Regions from separate parts of the Mus musculus genome. Here region 2 is linked to region 1. A link is a contact called in public Hi-C data. All regions are on one chromosome and are shown on one strand. Each heading gives the region's core, a stretch centred on a gene start, on an enhancer-like site or on the middle of the called end of the contact. The rest is flanking DNA. Distances are from core to core; before and after follow the strand shown.

What was found. A called contact is a pair of places that touch in the nucleus more often than the background predicts.
Region 2: a Hi-C map of regulatory T cells shows a contact between it and region 1, with 2.8 times the contacts expected there. The contact joins two enhancer-like sites. A contact is called at or near these places in 4 of 39 promoter capture datasets (the 3T3-L1 cell line, 3T3-L1-derived adipocytes, the SN4741 cell line and 1 more), 14 of 484 Hi-C or Micro-C datasets (CD4 T cells, ECoMG-derived neutrophils, bone marrow-derived dendritic cells and 7 more), 12 of 115 datasets of contacts at active chromatin or transcription factors (CD8 T cells, the SCID.adh cell line, bone marrow-derived dendritic cells and 4 more) and 1 of 9 other capture datasets (bone marrow-derived macrophages).

The regions. Positions count from the first base shown.
Region 1 is chr1:36,918,923-36,923,815 of GRCm38.p6, reverse strand. All of the region lies in intron 1 of Tmem131 (transmembrane protein 131), which reads left to right. Among named protein-coding and RNA genes, the nearest start is that of Tmem131, 18 kb to the left of the region's middle. Within about 2 kb of position 2,930, at least 201 of the 459 cell types and tissues checked have an H3K27ac peak or open chromatin away from gene starts, as enhancers often do. A contact at or near this core is called in CD8 T cells, the SCID.adh cell line, centroblasts and 2 more, where this site is marked.
Region 2 is chr1:36,998,384-37,003,276 of GRCm38.p6, reverse strand. No RefSeq gene overlaps it. Among named protein-coding and RNA genes, the nearest start is that of Vwa3b, 28 kb to the left of the region's middle. Within about 2 kb of position 2,741, at least 93 of the 459 cell types and tissues checked have an H3K27ac peak or open chromatin away from gene starts, as enhancers often do. A contact at or near this core is called in CD8 T cells, the SCID.adh cell line, centroblasts and 2 more, where this site is marked.

The DNA.
Region 1 (4,893 bases), core at 1,681-4,180:
GCAGGAAAGTGACTTGGAAATGTCACTCCATTGAGGTCTTGCTTGTTCTTGTTCTTCTGTGCTTGCTTGTTTCTGGTGATGTTGGCCTTGGATAAGCAGGCTCTGGCCCTTTGAGCTGCTTCCCCGGTTCCTTGAGGTCTGCAGCTGGGCGCCTCAGGTTTGGATTGTTCTCTAGCAACAAGGCATGACTTCTTGGTCTACCCTCCAGTTTTCTGTGAGTCATAGGGCTTAGTTATTGTTCTTTAGTTTCATGGGTTGGAATAGATGGTCTTCCTGACTCATGTGAACGCCAGACAAGGTGGCACGAGTCTTCTTTATCAGTTACTTCCCCAGCCTTAGGTACCTCAGGTACATATGTGATCAGCATTTTGCTGAGAGCCCAGTGGAGAACCCCACCCTCTACCCCTTTAGAGAACATTTGTTACTTTTTCACATTTATTTTTATTATTTCTAAGGGGTGTGTGTGTGTGTGTGTGTGTGTGTGTACACATGGGTGCCCTCAGAAGCCAGAGGTGTCAATTCCCTTGGAGCTGGAGTTAGAGATTGTTATGAGTCACCATGTGGGTGTCAGGAATCATCAAACTGTGGTCTTCTGCAAGAGCAGCCAGTGCTCTTAACCACTGAACCACCTCTTTCCCCATTCCTGAGGCTCCCTGCCACAGCTCCCTGCCCTGGTTTTTTTCTCAGGAGTCCTCACTGCCTGCTGTCTGCAGTCTCAGCTTCTTCTCAGCTTAGACTTGGAGAATTCACTGAGTTCTAGTAGTTTCTCCTGCCACATTGTGGCCAGCAACACAAGGTGAGCGAACTCCACCTCATGCTGTTTCTTGCTTCCAGTTTTCAAGGTCTTGAGCCCACCCAGACAGGTCAGATGCATCTTAAAAGCATCTGAGTAGAATCTTGGTTTCTACTGCACCAGTGGTTGCCGCTCCTCACATGATCTACCACATTCACAGGGTATTGAGATAATGGCGGAACCTGCCAGGGAAGCCTGTAGACATTATCATGTTCTCTACAGATGGACAGCTTGGAGCACCTATGTCCTCTGCCTCAGACATTTTCCTCTATAGAATAAAGAAGTATGATTTTTATAGAGAATTTTCTTACTCTGCATACATGAAACCGTATTAGAAACAGCAAGGCTGTAAACCTGCTTTTCAGTATGATGATTTTGTATAGATTTTCCTCTGTAAATATAAGTTAGGGTTCTTTATGTAGCTTTCACTGTCCTGGAACTCACTGTGTAGACCAGGCTGGCCTCCAACTCAGAGATAACACCTGTTGCTGCTGCTGCCTCCCAAGTGCTGGGATCAAAGGCGTGTACCACCACCCCTGGCTGGACGTATTTATTTAACCAGGTGTAACTCTCATTTTTATGTTGAGATTTTTCTCAGGGTTTTGTGTTTGTTAATTTCTACAAATTTTTCAAGCTTATGAAAAAAGACTACCACAAATACAGTTTCAGGAACTATGTCAGCTGACTTTTTCCTCTTAGAAATCATATAAAGGTTGCTTCCGCTTATCACACTGACTTATTTGTTGCTTTTGCTTGTTTATCAAACAGAGCAAGTGCTTATGTGCCTGGGCCGTTTCCTCGCAGGCCTTCAGCAGTGTGCCACAGGCCAGCGGTTATAGACTCTGTAGCAGGTGTTGGGATTGTAGGTCACACAGGCTCCTCTTCGAAGGCTCTGTACACTCTCTATGGACAAGATGATTTATGTGCATTTCTAAACAGTTAGGTTCTCACAGCTGCTTCCACCGATGGCATTGTCACGTGTCATTTCACATAGTTGCTGCTGCAGCGATCTCTGGGCTCAGTGTTTGACCTCTGTCTTCAAATGTTTATATCGCAGCTGATAAAACTCTTAAGGCAGACCTCACAGTGCATGGGGAGTCAGTGATGTCAGTCAGTCATTCTCTGTCCTCTTGTCTTTCCCCCATCAGCTGCATTACAAACTTGCCGCATCAGAGAGGGCTTGAGAGGGCTTTGATGCGGGTCAGTGAGCTGGAGGGTGGCGGTGGCGGTGGTGCTGGGGCTGGGGCTGGTTTGGAAGTGCGCAGGTGTTGGTGGCACCTGCTGCTGCTTTACTTTCTTGTGCTTTGCTACTGCACGTCCAGGGTGAAAATGAGCCACAGGCCCAGAAGGGCAGACTTTTGGAAGCTGGTCAAAATGCTTGATGATGCTTTGTCTTTGTGGCAGAACTCAGTCTGAGTTGTCATCCTCTCTGCTGGCCCTAGCCCTGGGACCCAGTCAGCAAGCACGTGTCCTTTTATTTCACCCGGCTGGTTTCTGCCTAAATTCATTGTCTGCTGAATAGGTCAGAGGTTCTCAGATGAATGCTCTTATATATTAGTTTGTCATTTACTAACCATGTAGTTCCCTGCATGGAAATTCCAAATGTGGGCTTTCCTTGACTGAAATGGACGTGCCTATGCTTCTTGTATTCTCAGGCACTTTGTCTAGGTTGAGGAATGTTAGTGTCCGGTAACTTTTTACGTAGAGACATTCTGCCCTTTGTTCTGTCTTCACTATACTCTTAACTTTGGCTTGCATCTCTACTTACATCTTTTTACCCTTTTTTACTCAGTCAAGCTGCATAATGTTATTGCATAATTCATCGGTACCTTTATTCTTATTGAACAGTCACAGGCAGAGTGGAGCTAAGGATGGACCCCAGTGAATCGGTAGGCATTGCTTTAAGGTGGTATTTTATTTGAATAGTGTATGCCAACTTTTCATTCCATTCCCTTGCATAGTGTTCCAGTAGGAAAGCAAGTTTCCTAGTGTATCCCCTGGAGGACGAGTCTCTTGCTTTCTACTTTTAGCTTACAGCAGCACTTTTCCTGGCAACATTTCAGTTCTGGCCATAGCTGCACTAGGATAGTCATTCCCAGTCCACAGGAGGAGAGGTGGACCACACCAGCCGCCCGGGATCTTGGATTGCAGAGGTGACTGGCCTGGAGGCAGATGCCCCGACCCCTGCAGAGCTCCACCCCAGACAGGGTGTTTCCAAAGGTGCTGAGCAGAATTTAGAGCAGTGACTAATTTGCATTATATGATAACATCTGGTAGGTAGCTCTGGAATCAAAGAAGGGAAAATATGAGCCAGCTACATTGGGGAGTGTGAACTTGGAGCATTCTCTTCCTGCTTCTGGTCCTGAAGTATCTTGAAGATACACACATTAGGTTGTTTTCCTGTGAGCAGACTGTCTATAGAGAAGGATGGAACAGTCTTCACCAGGTGGGTGTGGAGATAGATTCTGACTCACTGCAGGACTGCACTCAGACTCAATGGCAGCCTATCAAGAGGCGTGCCAGCCCAGAGATAAGCATTGGAGATAGCAGAGAAGGCTTGAAAGGCTCAGTAATGAGGATCTGTAAAGGAAATGGTTTTGAAAACATAAGATAGGCATTTAAGTGTCTGCCTTAAGAGAAGGGGGAGGTAACCGGCTAGCAGAAGCCAGGAAACAGGACCCAAACAAAGGCAGCCTGGCCTAGTGCCTGGGAGGACCTGGTGCTAGAACAGCAGTGTTTGTTTATCCAGGCACACACTGCTGCTCCTCTCAAGGGGCTGGCTCGAAGTCCAAGTTCTGGGTGACCTCAGTGCCTGTAGCATTGGAGATAAAAGCTTAACCTAGATATACCCAGTAGTTACAAATTGTTCCTTAGTGAGTGAATTTATCAGCTAACTAACATAAATGTTGCCATATCCTCTTTATTGTAATGGGAGTTCCTTAGAAAACTGGTTTGAGTGGAGAGCTGTAGATGGCCTGTAGTCCTTGATAACAGTAGCCAGGACGCTTGCTCTGGCCAGTATCTGTCTGCAGCATATGGGACAGGTGGAGGCTGTTGAGAGTTCCCCTTGCCTCCTGCACTTCCTGTAAGCCAGCACTGCTTGACTGGTTGTGAAGATTTCTGTTTGTATCTAGGCAGCTCCTCTGAGGGTGGGACTTAACTCTCAGAGGCCCCATTGCAGTGAGATAGAGGGCCTGCTAGTTTATCTGTGGTACACATGGCCCATGGCAAGGGCTCAGTAATTCTGCTTAACCACAAGTGGGACTGGCTCATGTCCCACTCATGTTCACCTCAGAACTTTTCGCTGCTATCTTAAAGTCTTAATATACTAAATATACTTAATATTAAAATGCCACCTGAATTTTCAATTGACTTTTTTACATTTACTTTGTGTGTATATGGCACATGTGTGAAGGTCAGAGGACAACTTGTGGGACTTGGTTCTTTCCACTGTGTGAGCTCTGGGACTAGAACTCAGTAGTTAGGCTTAGCAGTGAGTGCCTTTACCAGATATTTCATCCCACTGGACCTTTTAAATATATTCTATTTGATTATATACAGATTCTGTGAGCCCCTATCTAGTAGTTACATCTCATTTTTTGTCTTGATTTTTTTTTTCTTTTTTTTCTTTTTAAAGACATGGCCTCAGGTAGCTCAGCATGGCCTGTGTAGTCAGAGATGACTCTGAACTGCTGCCCTCTTTGCCTCTATCTCCTAAGTGCTGGGATTACAGATGTGTAACACCATACCCTGTTTATTTGGTGCTGGGACGGAATGGAGGGCCTCATGCATACTAATTAGACAACACTGTACCAGCTGAATTGTTTCCACCCCTTTTACATCTCTCTATTCAGGCTCCAGCCAGGTTAGACTGGACCCTGGTAAGTTTATTCATGAAGTTTTATTCAGTAGTACCATTTCCTAAGCTAGACCTGGAAACAGTCTTTTATCTGATGGCTGAACAGATTCTAGGCAGACACTTGCTTACTGGTGGTTGCTGTGATGGGCCTGGAATTGGGGGCAGGAGTGCACTGGGGACGTTGGGGAAGGCACACCTCAGGACACACTCAGTGTGAGTCAGTCTGTGTGTCTCCTATAAT
Region 2 (4,893 bases), core at 1,492-3,991, 80 kb before region 1:
CAGAAGTCCAGAGTTCAATTCCCAGCAAACACATGGTGGCTCACGACCATCTGTAATGGGATCCGATGCCCTCCTCTGGTGTGTCTGAAGACAGCTACAGTGTACTCATATAAATAAGATGTATAAATGTTTAAAAAAAAAAGGGGGAAGGAAGGAAGGGACGGAGGGAGGGATGGAGGAAGGGAGGGAGAGAGAGAGAAAGAAGAGAGAAAGAAAGAAAGAAAGAAAGAAAGAAAGAAAGAAAGAAAGAAAGAAAGAAAGAAAGAAAGAAAAGAAGGAAGGAAGGAAGGAAGGAAGGAAGGAAGGAAGGAAGGAAGGAAGGAAGGAAGGGAGGGAGGAAGGAACCACAACAGATGGGCATGGTGGTGCATAGCTGTAATCTTAGTACTCAGAAGGTTGAGGCAGGAGGATGCTAAACAGGGGGAGTACCTGGGCTATGTTCTAAGACTCCAGAGTTGGGGAGGATACACATCCATTACATTGCAAAGTGTCATCAGATTCAAGATGACTTATCCAAGGTCTCCATTTTTTTCCACTCCCCACTAACTAGTAAAAAAATGGGTTGATAAGGTCCAAGCCAAAAGGCATATTACTCAGAGGGAAACAGGCTGGCAGGGGTGCCATCTACTGGGCCAGCTTCCTGAACGCTGGGGTTATAGGGCTAAACTATTAGGCCAGGCTTTTTCTGTTTCCTTTCTTTTTGTATGAACTTTTATTTAATTTATTAAACAGTCTTAAAAAGTTTCCACTATGGTCTTTTAAAGACCTTATCAGAAAGCATTACCATTTTTGCTTTCCTTATCAAAAGTTACTCAAGATCAGAAGGGAAGATAGACTAGATGACGTTTTGTTTTGGTTTAGTTTTTCGAGATATTGTTTCCTCTGTGTAGCCCTGGCTGTCTTGGAACTCATTCTGTAGACCAGGCTGGGCTTGAACTCAGAGATCTGCCTGCCTTTCCCTCCCAAGTGCTGGGATTAAAAATGTGTGCCACCACTGCCCAGTCCTGAGTTCCTTATTTTTCCTGCCTTTCTACAGTTTCTTCTTCTTCAATTCCTTTTTGTGTAGAGAACTTCCTTTAGTCATTATTTGGGGATCCGTCTGCTGGTGACAAGTTTCTTTACCTTCCCTTTATCTGCGGATGCCTTGGTCCTTTGATTTTATACACTGTTCGCACCAGATAAAAGATTCCAAGCTGAGTTCTTCTTTCAGCTATGAACAAGGTTCGTGCCTCCGTGTTTTCTGATGAGTGCTCTCTTGTTATTAAAGTTCTTTTCACCCACAGAGAAAATCTTTCTGATTTTTTTTCCCCAGATTGTTTTCCTTCTCTTTGTTACCCTTCAGACCCTGGACAAGGGGCTGAGGTATTTTACGTATCAAAGCAGACCTGGCCTCCAGGCTCTCCCAGCATCCCTCAGTCCCTTCCTGGCATATCCTGCTCCCAACCCTGAACTTTCCAGATCAGGGGCTGAGCTGCCTTCCCCCACCCCCCCAGGCACTCTTCCCTACATAATCCAGAGGTGTTGTTCTTCTTCTCTCTCTCTCTCCCTTCCCTCTCTCTGTCTTTCTCTCTTCCCTCTCCCCCCCCCTCTCTCCCTCTCCATTTGTAACTTCCCTGACCTCCGTCCTTGTGACCATTGAACTTGCCCGAAAGCAGCTTCCCAATAAACCTGCTTTATTTATTATTTATAGTAAACCTGTTTACTATACTCTAATCTGGTTTTAACTGGCTCATTACTAAATGGAGAGATAACTTATCACTCTTTAGTCTTCAGACATTTCCTCATGCCTGTGGGATGCTGCCTGCCTCCTCCTCCCCCTCTTCATCTTCCTCCTCCTTCCTCTTCCTCACTTTCCTCCTCCTTCATCTTCTTCCTCCTCCCCCTTCTTCTGCTCCTTCCTCTTCTTTATCTTCCTCCTTCTCCTCCTCCTTCTTCCTCCTCTGCCCCTCTTCCTTTCTCTCTCTCTTCCTGCTGTTTCTTATTAGTGGTTTTGGTTTGTTTTTTTGTTTTGTTTTTTTAAGCCTTAATTCCCTTTGTTGTATTCTTGGTATCTTTCTTTTGTGTCTTTAGGTGACTTGTCAAGTCTGAGGAGTATTTCAGTCCCTACATCTTCTAGCATCTTTTTTTTTTTTTTTTTTAATTCTACGCTCTTTCTCTATTTTCTCGAGACAAGTATTAGGTCTTTTGTCACAGGAAAATAAATGCTACGATCTAGTCAACACTAAATTTTTTTTCTTTTGAAATTATAATTTAACTACAGCATTCATCCCTTTTCTTTCCTCCCTCCAAACCTTCCTCACTCTCCTTCAAACCCATGCTCCCTCTGTGTGTGTGTGTGTGTGTGTGTGTTATTGCATGCATATATGTGTACAGAAATCCGTACACTTACTTGTTGAAGTTGGGTCGTTTCTGTTGTTCTAGCTTTGTAGTCTCTCATTCTCTCTCCGGCTTCTTCCTTTTACTGAGCTTGCCTGTTGTAGTTTCCAGTTGTTACACTGTCCAGTTCTAAAATGTCCACTTCTTTCTTTACATCTTTCTTATGCTCTAATCATGTGTATATGTGGGAGGAGAGGTATGCATGTGAGTGCAGGGACCCACAAGGCCAGGGCCATAAGATCCCCTGGAGCTGGAGTGACAGGTGTTGTGAGCCTCAAACATGGCTGCTAGGACCTCTCTGCAAGAGCAACAAGCACCCTTCTCTCCAGCCCCTCCACATAGTTCTTTGTGGTTCCCGTTTCTTTACTAGAATGTCGGTTGGTTTCATTTTCAAGCACATTCATAACATTTGTTGGTTCCGGTTTCTTTGTCATTGTAGATGCTTTAAATCTTCATCAGATGACCTCCGTGGCTGTCACCTTAGGGCTGGAATTTATTCGTCATTTTGAAATTTCCTTTGTGAGCTTTCAGGTTCCTGTTACAATGGGTGATTTTTCTATTGTATCTCATACATCTTGAGCACTGCTCTATGAGATTTTGAGTCTCATTTAAAATTTATTTTACTTGCTTCTTTTGATATTATTCTATCAGAAAAAAAAAAAAAAGAGTGGCTATGCCATTACTGCCAGGTGAAAGGAGAGGCCAGGGTTCTCCACACAACTCCTTCAACACTAAGGGATAAGTGGCCTTCTCACTACTAGGCTCAGGTCAGCATTCTGGGTACCTGTAGGCTGTGCCTCATTAACAATGAAGGACAGGAGTGTATTGTCACAGGATGTCCACAGGTGCCGGTAAAAGTGAGCTTGTTACTAAACTTAATAGCAAGGAAACTCAGTCTTAATTTGCTTCTACTGAGGGTCTAGACCCTCAGCAGCAAGCTTCAGTTTGGGAAAGATCACCAAAAAAACACAATTTCTAACATGCTCTAAAGATCCAACTGGGGACTTCTGGGAAGAGGGAACAGGTGTACTGTTGCTGTTGTTTGCAATATTGGGAATTGAGCCCAGGCTCCATGTACACCAAGAGCTTCCCAACTGAGCTTTCCCTGGAACCACTGCCGTTTCCAGATCTCATTCATTTCCAGCTTCTGCTTTTCCATAGGATATATGAACAGTACCATGTGTGTGTGTTCGTCTGTGTGTGCGTGTGATATAAATATATGTAAGATGTATATACATATATTCCATATGTGTACATATGTATACATATGTGTGTGCATGCATATACATGTATATGTATATGTGTGTATGGTATAAATATATGTAAATATGTATGTGCATACATTCCATATGTGTATGTGTGTATATATGTGTGTGAGTGTATATATACATGTGTATATATATGTATTATCTATGTGTGTATATGATATATTTATAAACATGTGTATACATACATTCCATATGTGTATGCATGTATATATATGTGTGTATATGTGTGCATGAGTGTATATATGTATGTGTGTGAGTATATACACACATGTATATGTATATGTGTGTATGGTTTAAATATATATAGATATGTATATGCATACATTCCATGTGTGTATTATGTATATGTATATGTGTGTATGAGTGCATGTATACATAAGTGTGTATATATTATATATGTGTATATGATATAAATATATGTAAACATGTATGTACATATATCCCATATGTACATACATGTATATATGAGAGTATAAGTGTATATATGTGTGTATGTATGTATGTATTATATGTGCATATATATGTATGTGTATGATATAAATATATGTAAACATGTAATGCATACATTCCATGTGTGTATGTATTTATATATGTGTGTATGAGTATATGTATGTATATATATGTGTGTATATGTTATATATGTGTATTATGATATAAGTATATGTAAACATGTATATGCATACCTTCCATATGTGCATATATATATTCCATGTATATATGGAACTCACCACAATGTCATTCTTCAAGTCCTAAAGTCCGTAGTCTGTCATCTCCTCCTCCTCCACCTTTCAGAACTTCTGTTTGTCTGATGAATAATTCTCAGTATTTATAAAATATTAATTTAAATGCATAATCGCTCCTTTGTATCTCAGCATTCCCCTTCCTCAGATTCACCCAAATGGGAATGAAACAATATGCCTGTATTGAGAGGGTAAGAACTTGGTAGAGGCAACACAGCCCTTTTCCTAGCCTTTATGCTGTGGTTGGTACTGTCACTCATCTAGACATGACGTAACACCCTTTGGATGACAGGTGTGGGTTATCACACCTACCATGTGATTTTGCATAACTTGAGCAGCCCAAATGTGGTGCCCTTGGGGTTTGCTTCTTTCTGTTTGGTGCTCACATGGCATGTCTGCAAGGCAGCTGCTGACATGCCCATCCCATAAATGGGTACATTTAGGCATGAGAAAAAAGTAAGTTTCATAGATATGTCAGAAAGCCACCAACAAGGCAGCTTCTTCCTGAG